2 separate regions of the Sus scrofa genome follow, and region 2 is linked to region 1. The links are chromatin contacts, called in public HiChIP or PLAC-seq maps. All regions are on one chromosome and are shown on one strand. The core of a region is the stretch at or near the end of the contact, and the rest is flanking DNA. Distances in the headings are between cores, read along the strand shown.

Region 1 (5,093 bases), core at 655-3,154:
CCTGTGGGACCAGGTGAGATGAGCATCTCTGGGAGGTCTGCTCTGAGGAATGAGGAATATTCTCGCCTCCATCCTGACCCTCCCTGGATGCCTCCCCATCATCACTGGCCCCCAGGCACGCTTACTCGCCTGCACCGAAGACTAAAATAAACTGCTGGCAGGTATATTTTAATATATATATCATAGAAGTATATATCTGTACAATAGATTCATATTCCAGACATTATCCTAAATGGTGAATTTATTTTTACATACCTTTGCATCTTCTGAATACACCCCTCTTTCATCATTCAGGGGAAAAAAAAATGCTGGAGTTCCCATCTGGCACAGCAGAAACAAATATGACTAGGAACTCCAAGGTTTGATCCCTGGCCTCGCTCAGTGGGCTAAGGATCTGGCATTGCCGTGAGCTGTGGTGTAGGTCACAGACACAGCTCAGATCCTGTGTTGCTGTGGCTGTGGTGTAGGCTGGCAGCTGTAGCTCTGATTGGACCCCTAGCCTGGGAGCATCCATGTGCCATGGGTGCAGCCCTAAAAAGCAAAAAAAAAAAAAAAAAAAAAAAAAAAAAAAAAAGGAGCTGGAAATACTGATATCAACTTTTGAAATCTGGTACTAAATAGAATGAAATTAAACCATTAATTTTACACTATCATCAAGGTTGCTGCAATACCTTGAACTCTTAGTATTTTTTTTCAAGGAACTACACGGTTGATATTAACCATGTCCATATCATCATGATTTCCTATACTCAGTGACAGTGAAATTGAGGTCCAATGTGATTTGGAGGGGGTATGTCTACCCACTGGAACGTAAGTCCTCTCCTGACCAGTGCCATGGTACCAGGAATCCCACCATGGAAAGAGATTCTCCCGCTGGATGGTTTAGATTCATCCTGCTGCGCTGTACTTAAAGAGAAAAAACACTTTGAACCCACATTGGACGGGGGGCTTGTGCCTTAGCAGACTTCATAGTACAGGGGAAATAAGTGTATACACGGACGCTAACTCTTCCGGAGACGGAGGGAAAGGTGAGAGAAACGAATAGGACATCAAGGTCTCTGCCACGTCTCCCCAGAGCTAAAGGTTCCTCATTCTGGAGCAGACGTTCTGCACAGTGCAGGGCAGAGGGACTGAGTCTTAGAAAGAGAGTGCCAGGAGAGGGCTGAGTGTGACAAGAGGGGCGAGTCTCCAGCCCTCCGCAAAGTCTGGGGGACCAGGCACCTTATGTAAGTGACCCCCGGGAAAGGAGGGGAGGGAGCAGGAACCCACGAGTGACACAGGGGCCAATCTTTCTACAGGTCTCTTGCAGCAGATACAGAAACCAGAGGCTGAAAGGAAACGAAAACCCAAGTTAGGTTACTTCTTCCTGCTCAGGATCCCCAGGTGTGGGAAAGTGGGGGGGTACCCCACGGCGCAGGGGCCAGTTGTTTTCAATCTGCTTTACTGGATTCTGGTTGGTTAGTCTAGGTCCATGCAAACCGAAAGTCAATCAGAAGGTCATCCCCAAGAGCAAATAACATCGCCAAACACTTCTAACTGCAGTAGCAGGAATGGAGTGGAGGTGGTGGTGGTGTTACCCCTTCGACAGACCTGGCTAAGATCAGTGGGGACCCCTTTGTCTTTGTAGCATCCAAAGCTTCAGCAGCTACCCCTCCACTTGCCTAGATCTTCAAATGGCGAAGGGAAAGGGGAGCAGATTTGCTCTGTAACCAAGTCCAAGGTTACAGAGGAGATGAGCCTGGACCGCTACTCACAGATAGAGGAGCACCAGGCTGGTAGCCAGAAGCAGCCAGGTTTCCACAGAAAAGCTTGGGATCAGGTCCATGGCCACCGTCCTCTGGGGTTCCCTCCTCTGAGCGTCCCTTCAGCCGTGTGTGCTGCTCTTTGCCTCTGAGAGTGCAGAGGTCCCCTTGCTGCCCACTGGAGAGTCACTGGGGCTGGAGGTTTAAGTGCTGGGAAAGGAGGTGGGGCTGGAGCTGCAGCCAATGGAAGAGCCCCCTGTGCTCCACCTGCTGGAGCCCCTCCTGCCTTGAGAGCTGGCAAAGCTTCATGGACACTCCAGTTAGTCCTCCCCAGAGTTCATATTCTGTAGGAATTCAATAAACAACCAAATCAATATCATCAATGAGGTTACCGAAACTTAAATAAAGCCATTGACCTTAAATTTCCTAAACAGCCCTGTCTCCATGACTGACAGAAATAAAGTCCAAAATACCTGAAATCTTTCAGACGAGCTAGGTCTACAAATCTTTACCCCTGTGGTTCCCTCTGCCCAGCAATGCCCTTGTTACCCCCATAAGGTTCCTACTTATCCTTCAAATCCCAGCTCTGACAGAACCTTCTGAGTTCAGAGTCCTTCCTAACCAACCTCCTTGACCCGAGAGAACCATTTCCTGCACTGGGTCTTCTGTCCCCTGCACACAAGTCCATTGCCTCCAGCACCACTGCTGGTTTCCTCACCTCCATCCCCTCACCAGATGGAGAGCTTGGGCACAGCCTGGGTATTAGTCACAGTTATTGCCCTGGTGCCCAGCACAGGGCTTTCTACAGAGTGGGCATCCAGAAAGGTTGGTGGACTTGTGTTGATGGGGTAAGTCCGCGGGGCCCCTTTTCTTATGGCTCTTTAGTGACCACGCCATCTTCCTGGGCTGTTCATACAACAAGAGGTCCTGGCTTGGCCTCGGCCACTTTCTCTACACAGTCAGGACGATCCATCAGGATTCTGTAGACAGGAGGCCCCCGAGGGAGAGGCAGGACGTGGAGGAGATGGTGATGGCTGCACCAAGGGTAGCAATTCAGGCTGACCCCTCAGAGGGTCCTGCAATAGTTAGCAAGTTAGATTCTAGACCAAAAAATGGCCCCCTCTCCCTGGAAAAGTCACAATCCAAGATCAGTGAGTATAAGGAGACTGAAAAGAGGAAGGCAGCCCAATGGCCAAGTGGACACCTCTCTCCTTATCCACCAGTGACATGGTTCATACAGCACACAGGACTCCAAAACGTACACAGAAGGTTTTTCTACGGAGAAAAGGGGGGGCAGGGTCAGAGCAGATGGCCTCCTGCTTTTTGGCAAGTGAGGAATTTTTTATTGGGTAACGAGGTGCTGATAAGGCAGAGGCCTATAGTAGCAGTTGATGTCACCTGTGAGCCCCACCCCCACGCCGCTGAATTCCTGATGAGAGAGATATGAGGGTTAAACATTGAGAAATTACATCGGCTCATTATCAGCACCCTGAACCATGCCCTGTATCTTCTTGGCTGAGAAACCATGGATTATGTGAAAAACAAAACCTCAAAGGTTCTTAAAACTCACCAGAAATATAACACATTTAAGCTGTTTGTGTACCTTCTTCTCTCTTCACCTTTCTCACTTTCAGTCCTTCTGCAGAAAGCGATACTACTCTCCTGCTAACTCTTTCTCTCCCTCTGGCCTGAAAGTCCCCAGGGCTGCCCATCACTGGCCTGTGTGGGTGGATGGCTCATTGGTAACATGCAGTGAGTTCCGACTCTGTCACTTGCCCTCTTTGATTTTCTTGGGAGTGTGTCATGCAGCATGAAATTTCTGTCATCATCATTTGCCATCTCTTGGTTCAGACTTTCTCCAGGAGCTAAAAGCCATAGCTGTCCCTGATAAGGGAAATGCATGACTACATCTGTTCATCTGTGCAGTGATTCAAGGCCAAGTGGGTGACCCGCAGGTGCAGGTCCTGTGCTGGGCTTCGGGCTATAAGCTCTACAGTCCCCTCCCTTGGGAGCAGCCTCCCGTGGAGGGAGTGAGACACAGAGCCAGGCCCAGTGTGGGACACACCCCTAGGGAAATGGAGCCCTACAGAGAAGTAACGAGGAGAGACGGGGCTGCAAGGTTGAAAAACCCACAAAGACAGGGATAGGAAGCTAAAGATGATCCCCAGAAAAAGTAGGAAACGAAGTCCTGGAATTTTGATGTTTCTGCCCCCTTTGGGTGCCTCCTCTGGGTACCTATAAACAGGGTTATGCTACTACCCCCAGTTTACAGAAGAGAAACTGAGGCTCGGTAAAGCGTAAATGGCTTCCCAACAGCTGCTGATCAAAACGTGTTATAAAGATGCCAATAGGGAGCATTGGTAAGTCTGCTGCTGTTCTGATACGCCAGCATTCAACATGTGCCATTTCACGAGAAAGGGTCACTTTGGGAAACAAGGCTGCACTAGCGAATGGGTTAAAATTCTGGTTTCTGAAGTTTCCTCAGCGGCCCAGCAGGTGAAGGAGCCTGCATTGTCACCACTGTGGCTCAGGTTGCAGCTGTGACACAGGCTTGATCCCTGGCCCTGGAATTTCTGCATGCCAGGGGTGCAGCGGAAAAAAAAAAAAAATCTGGTTTCTATCTCCATGGCTCCCCCTGCCCGGGACCTCCCGCCTGGATCCCCAGAACACTACATTCCTGACTGAGACGAACACAAAATACATCCAACACGCAAAGATCAGGGTGTCATCTGATAACTACTGACACCTTAATTCACTCAACGAAACCCACAGCCTTTCTTCTTCTTCTTCTTCTTGGAAACAAAACCCTCGTGGAAAGTATATGCTTTCATCATCCTTCAAAGCACGCGCTCGGCATCGATGACTTTCCCACGGAGCCTCATCAGCCTGCTCGCCACAGGGCAGGTCTAGCGAGTTGGAGTCGAACCCAATGGCAACAGGGTGGTTGTCGCTTGGAACCATAACGTAGCCAGGACCGTGTTCTAAGCAGCATAAATGGCCCTGCTCTGCAAGGGGAAATAACAGAAGGCATGGGCTTTGCGCCCCTTCATTCCGCAGCTGGGAACACCGACCATGGAAAGTCTGACATATCAGGACTGTGAAGGGGGCCGTGTGGGCCTGAGGGCACCCCCAGACCCCGTGTCTCTCATCTACTCTTTTGGGCGCTAATGGACGCATCAGGTACCCAAGCTCTGCTCTAGATGCTTAGGCTGCAGGTACGACTACGGCCCAGGCATTAGTGGGGATAAAGAGACAGACAAACAGGCAACTGTAGCACAGCCAAGGCAAACTAATTACACGGGTCTGAGAACACAGTGGAAAAGGCTTATCTTTCTCAGATAACACCTAGGG
Region 2 (5,093 bases), core at 944-3,443, 110 kb before region 1:
GAAGAGACGTTAAGTCCAAGGCCCTTCTGTATACCTCAGGGAACTATAGCCAATCTCCTGGGATAGACCATGATGGAAAACTATATGTATATAGTTTGCTATATTGAAGAAATTGGCACAACACTATAAATCAACTATACTTTCAATTTTTTTTAAAGTGATGCCAAAACATTGAATGAATGTGTCTGAATTAATTGGTCCCAAGGAAAGATCTGGTCCAGTGTCTAACCACACATGATTTCATATAAAGGCAGAGTGTGGTCTGGGTGAATTCTTGGATTGCTTTCCAGCTTCGCATGGTTTGGGAAAGCTGCTTTGAGTAAAAAGGAAGGGCCTTACAATAAAGCCAATCATTCTTATTGTGTTCACACTGTGCTGGTATCAGGAAAACACTGTCTGCAGCTACTGACTCTTGGCGGCAGTAGTATCTTCTAAGGCTACTGTGACGTTTGCCTGGTACTGACACTACCTAATAACAGCCCCAGGGCCAGATGGACCACACATCATGTGACTTAGATGGTGACCCACCCCAGGCTTCAAGCAGATGAGATGCCAACTCTGCTGACCTCTGGTGGGACCAGGTCAGACGATCATCTCTGGGAGGTCTGCTCTGAGGAATGAGGACTATTCTTCCCTGCATCCTGACCCTCCCAGGATGCCTCCCCCATTATCACTGGCTCCCAGGCACACTTAACTCCCATGAGAGATTAAAATAACCTGCTGGCAGGTGTATTTAAAACAATCTATATCACAGAAGTATACATTTTTATACTAGATTTCATTTTCCTGACATGATGCTAGAAGTGTGAGCTTATTTACCAACTTTTATGGTCAAAAATACTGGAAAGCAGACCTCTTTTATCCTTTAGAAAGAACATGTGGGAAATTGTCTTATATCATTAACAAATCTATGATGAAGAATGAATTAAAAGCTATCAATTTTAAAATGTCAGGAGACAGAAAACGTGTTGCACATACCTGAATCACTATCGTTACTTTCCAAGAATTAAAACATTTATAGAGTTCATGTCATCATGACTTCTTGCTGTTTTCTAATAACAGTGAAATTGAGATAGAAGTCAAATGTGACATGGAGATGGGCCTTTCCTACCCACTCCTTTAAAGTAATCCCTTTCCCAGCCTGTTCTGTGGTGTCAAGAATCCCACACTGTTAGATGACCGTGATTCCTTGTCTAGTACTGTACTTAAAGGGAAAAAATAATTATAATACAAGTTGGAGTTTGGGACTTGCATGGGTCGTGAGCAGATTTCATATCATAGGGAAAATAAGTTTCTGTGTTAATGATAATCCTTCCAGAGATAGGAGGGAAAAGTGAAAGAAATGAATAAAATATCCAGATTTCTGCCAAGTCTCCTCTGTTCTACAGATTTCTGATTTGGGAGGTAGAGAGTTGTGCATAGAAAGAGTGGGGGATGGCACTCTTAGAGATGAGTGCCAAAGAGGGGGCATGGCGTGGGGGGGGAAGCTGAGTCTAAGAGACGGGCAATGTCTCCAGCCCCTGGGTGACCAGGTGCCTTATGTGAATGACACCTGGGGTAGGAGAAAGGGGACCAGGAACCCCTGAGTGACACAGGGGCCAGCTGCTCTACACATCTCTGGCAGCAGACCCAGAACCCAGAAGGTGAAGACAATGGGACAAAAACCCAGTTGACTTCATGTCTCCAGGACCCCCAGAGCTTGGGAAGGGAAGGGTACCCCCACTGCACAGGGACCCATTGGTTAAAATCTTCCTCTGGTGGATTCTGGTCCATGGAAACGGGTGGTCCACCAGAAGATCTTCCCTGGGAGCAAATAATGTCACTAAACTCTGCCAACTACAGAAAATAGGCACTTGGGGGCAGGAGGTTGGTTACTCCTTCCACGGGACTGAGTCAATGTCAATAATATCAATAATACTCCCTTTGCTGTTTGTGGACCCACAGCTTAAGCACCCTTCCCTCCATTAAATCTGATCTTCAAATCAGTAAAGGGAAAGGGAGACCTGATTAACACCTAAGGCCAAGGTTACAGAGCAGACAAGTCTGGACGGCTACTCACAGATAGAGGAGCACCAGGCTGGTAGCCAGGAGAACCCAGGTCTCTGTGGAAAAGCCTGGGATCAGGTCCATGGCCACTGTCCTCGTGATTCTCTCCTCGGATTTTCCTTTTAGCTGGTTGTGCTGCGCTTTGCCTGCTGCTTTCACACCCAGTGATGACTCGCTGAGGCTGAAAGATTTATATGCTGGGAAGTGGGTGGAGCTGGGGTTGCAGCCAGTGAAAAAACACCAGTGCTCTTCCTGCAGGAGCCCTCCCCCCCTTGATAGTTGGCAAAGCACCATGGACAGTCAAGTTTGACCTCCTTTGAACTCATATTCTGTGCGAATTCAATAACAACTCAATAAGTGTTATCAGTAAGTCCAAAGGTTACAGAACTCAAATAAAACCACTAGCCATTAATCTCCTATAAAATGCCATGTCTCCCTTAAGCTGCCTGCACTCCAAAATACTTGAAATCCTCCAGACAACCTATATCTACAAATATTTACCCATGCAGTTTCCGCTGCCTAGAAATACCCCTCCTTCCCCAATAAGGCACCTTCTCATTCTTCAAATCTCAGCTCAGAAAGAATAGTCTATCTTAGAGTCATCCCTAACCAGCTTCCTTTACCAGGAATAACCACTTCCACTTCTAGGCAATTCCTATCCGCCTGAGCACAATTCTATTATCCTCCAGGACCCTGGTTTGTTTCCAAACCTGTTCCCTTACAGATCGAGGTTGTGGACACAGTCTGAGTATTAGTCACCCTTCCATCCTTGGTACCTAGCAGAGGTGGGCATCAGAAAGGTTGGTAGACTTGAATTGGTCGTCATGAGAAATCTGGGCCCCTGTGTTTCCTTTCCCTGTGACTCTTTGGTGACCACACCATATTCCTGGATAGTTAATGCAACAGAGGGCCTGGTGGGCCTTGGCCACCATCACTGGACATTCTAGATTATCCATCAGCATTCTATTGACAAGAGGGCTCCAGAAAGAGATGCAGGACTTGGAGGAGATGGTGATAGCTATACCAAAAACATTAATTTGGGCTGATTTCTATCCCACTGAGAGAGTCTTGCAGTAGACAGTGAGTCAGACAGAAGTGAAACAAGAAAGGACCTCTCTCTATAGGAAGACCACCACTTCTCAAACAATGGGTGTGAAGGGTGTGACGCAGGAAAGAAACCCAATGGCCAAGTGGACCCCAACCTCCTTATCCACCGAGATGTAGCTCATACAGCACAAAGGTCTCAAAAATGTTGGCATGATATTTTCATCCAGGGCAAAGGGCATCAGATTGGATGCCCCACTCTTTGACCAGTAGGGATTTTTCTTTAATGCAGCTGGTAGGAGGAGTCCTATAGACAGCTAGAAGTTGGGTGTCACCTGGGAGACACTGCCATACACCTGATGGGAGAGAAATTCATCCAGCTCATTAGTCTCCCTCTGAACCAAGTTTTGCATCTGTTTGGCAGAGAACCATGGACGATGTAAAAACCAAACCTCTGATGTTCTTAAACCTCAACGGAAATGGAAGACATTTAAGCGGCCCTTGTGCACTTCTCTCTCTCTTTATCCTTTTTCACTTTCAGTTCTTCTGGCCCGAAAGTCCCCAGAGCTGCCTCACACTGACCTGAGTGGGTGAGTGGCTCATTGGTAGCATGCAGTGAGTCCCAGCTCTGTCACTTGCCCTCTTTGATTTTCTGGGGAATGTGTCGTGCAGCATGAAATTTCTACCATCATCATTTGTCATCTTTGGGTTCAGGCTTTCTCCAGGAGGCACCTCTTAAAATCCAGAGCTGCCACTGGAAATTGTAATGTGTGAGTATACCTATTCCTCTGTGCATTGATTCAAAGCCAAGTGGGTGACTGTCAGGTCCAGGTCCTGTGCTGGGCTGTGGGCTATAAGCCATACAGTCCCCTCCCTTGGGAGCAGCCTCCCCATGGAGGCAGTGAGACATACAGCCAGGCCCAGAGTGGGGCACACCTCTGGAATCTCTGGGAAGTGGAGCCCTAAAGAGAGGTAACCAGGAGAGAAGAAGGTGCAAGGTGGAATATCAACAAAGGACAGAATTTGGAAGCTCAAAGATGATCCCGAGGCAAAGTAGGATAGAAAGTCCTAGGCATTCTCATGTGTTTCTGTCCCCTTTTCGTACCTCCTCTGGGCACCATGAAGTAGAATCATGTAGAAACTGAGGCTCATTGGTAGCATGCAGTGAGTCCCAGCTCTGTCACTTGCCCTCTTTGATTTTCTGGGGTGTGTGTCGTGCTTCCCAACAGCTTCCCAACAGCTGTGGATCAAAACATGTTATAAATAAGCTAATATGAAGAATGATTGGCAAGTCTTCTGCTGCTCTGAAATGCTGGTATTCAGTGTGTGCCATTTCATGATGAAGGTCGCTATGGGAAATAGGGAGAACCAAGCCTGCAACAGCAAACTGCTTAGAATGTGGGTTCCTGTCTCCGTGGTTACCCCTGCCCAGGGGCTCCCCATGTGTTTCTCAAACCACAGACTCCTTCTCATCACAGGAAGAACCAAGACAGGTGCAGGTCATGAGGCTGCTGTGGGTCTTGGGTAGGATTCAACTCTCTATTCCTGACTCAGAGATATACAAAATACATCCAGCATGGAAGATGAGGGTGTCACCTGATAACTACTGACAACTTAATTCACTCAAATTAAAAGCCTTTCTTATTCTTCTTGGAAACAAAACCGTTGAGGAAACTGTATGCATTCATCTTCCTCCAAAACACATACTCTGCTACAATGGTTTTCTCTCTAAGCTAATGGAACCATTTGCTGCCCTATTTGCCTCAGGGCCTGGTCCAGTCGGTTGGAATCTAACTCAGTGGAGAAAGGCTCTTCATGGTTTGAGACGAAAATCTAGCCAGTACCATCTTCTAACCAGTGAAATGGCCTTGATCTGCAAGGGGAAATTACAGAGGACATGGTTTTGGGGCCCCTTCATTCCACAGCAGAGAACAACTAACTTGAAAAGTCTGATGTGCTGAGGTTGTGAAGGAAGACATTTGTGCCTGAAGGGCACCCAGCCC

The links. HiChIP or PLAC-seq counts read pairs in DNA pulled down with a chosen protein or histone mark.
Region 2: a contact with region 1 is called in an H3K27ac HiChIP or PLAC-seq map of alveolar macrophages. The contact joins the promoter of CYP3A29 here to the promoter of CYP3A22 in region 1. A contact is called at or near these places in 1 of 5 promoter capture datasets (liver), 24 of 47 Hi-C or Micro-C datasets (adipose tissue, alveolar macrophages, blood and 11 more) and 2 of 2 datasets of contacts at active chromatin or transcription factors (alveolar macrophages and skeletal muscle).

Annotation. Positions count from the first base shown.
Region 1 is chr3:6,623,671-6,628,763 of Sscrofa11.1, reverse strand. It overlaps CYP3A22 (cytochrome P450, subfamily IIIA, polypeptide 22), which reads right to left and starts at 1,904. Exons shown (of 14, transcript NM_001195509.1): 1 at 1,755-1,904. The coding sequence starts at 1,825.
Region 2 is chr3:6,735,602-6,740,694 of Sscrofa11.1, reverse strand. CYP3A29 (cytochrome P450 3A29) reads right to left here and starts at 2,193. Exons shown (of 15, transcript NM_214423.1): 1 at 2,060-2,193. The coding sequence starts at 2,130.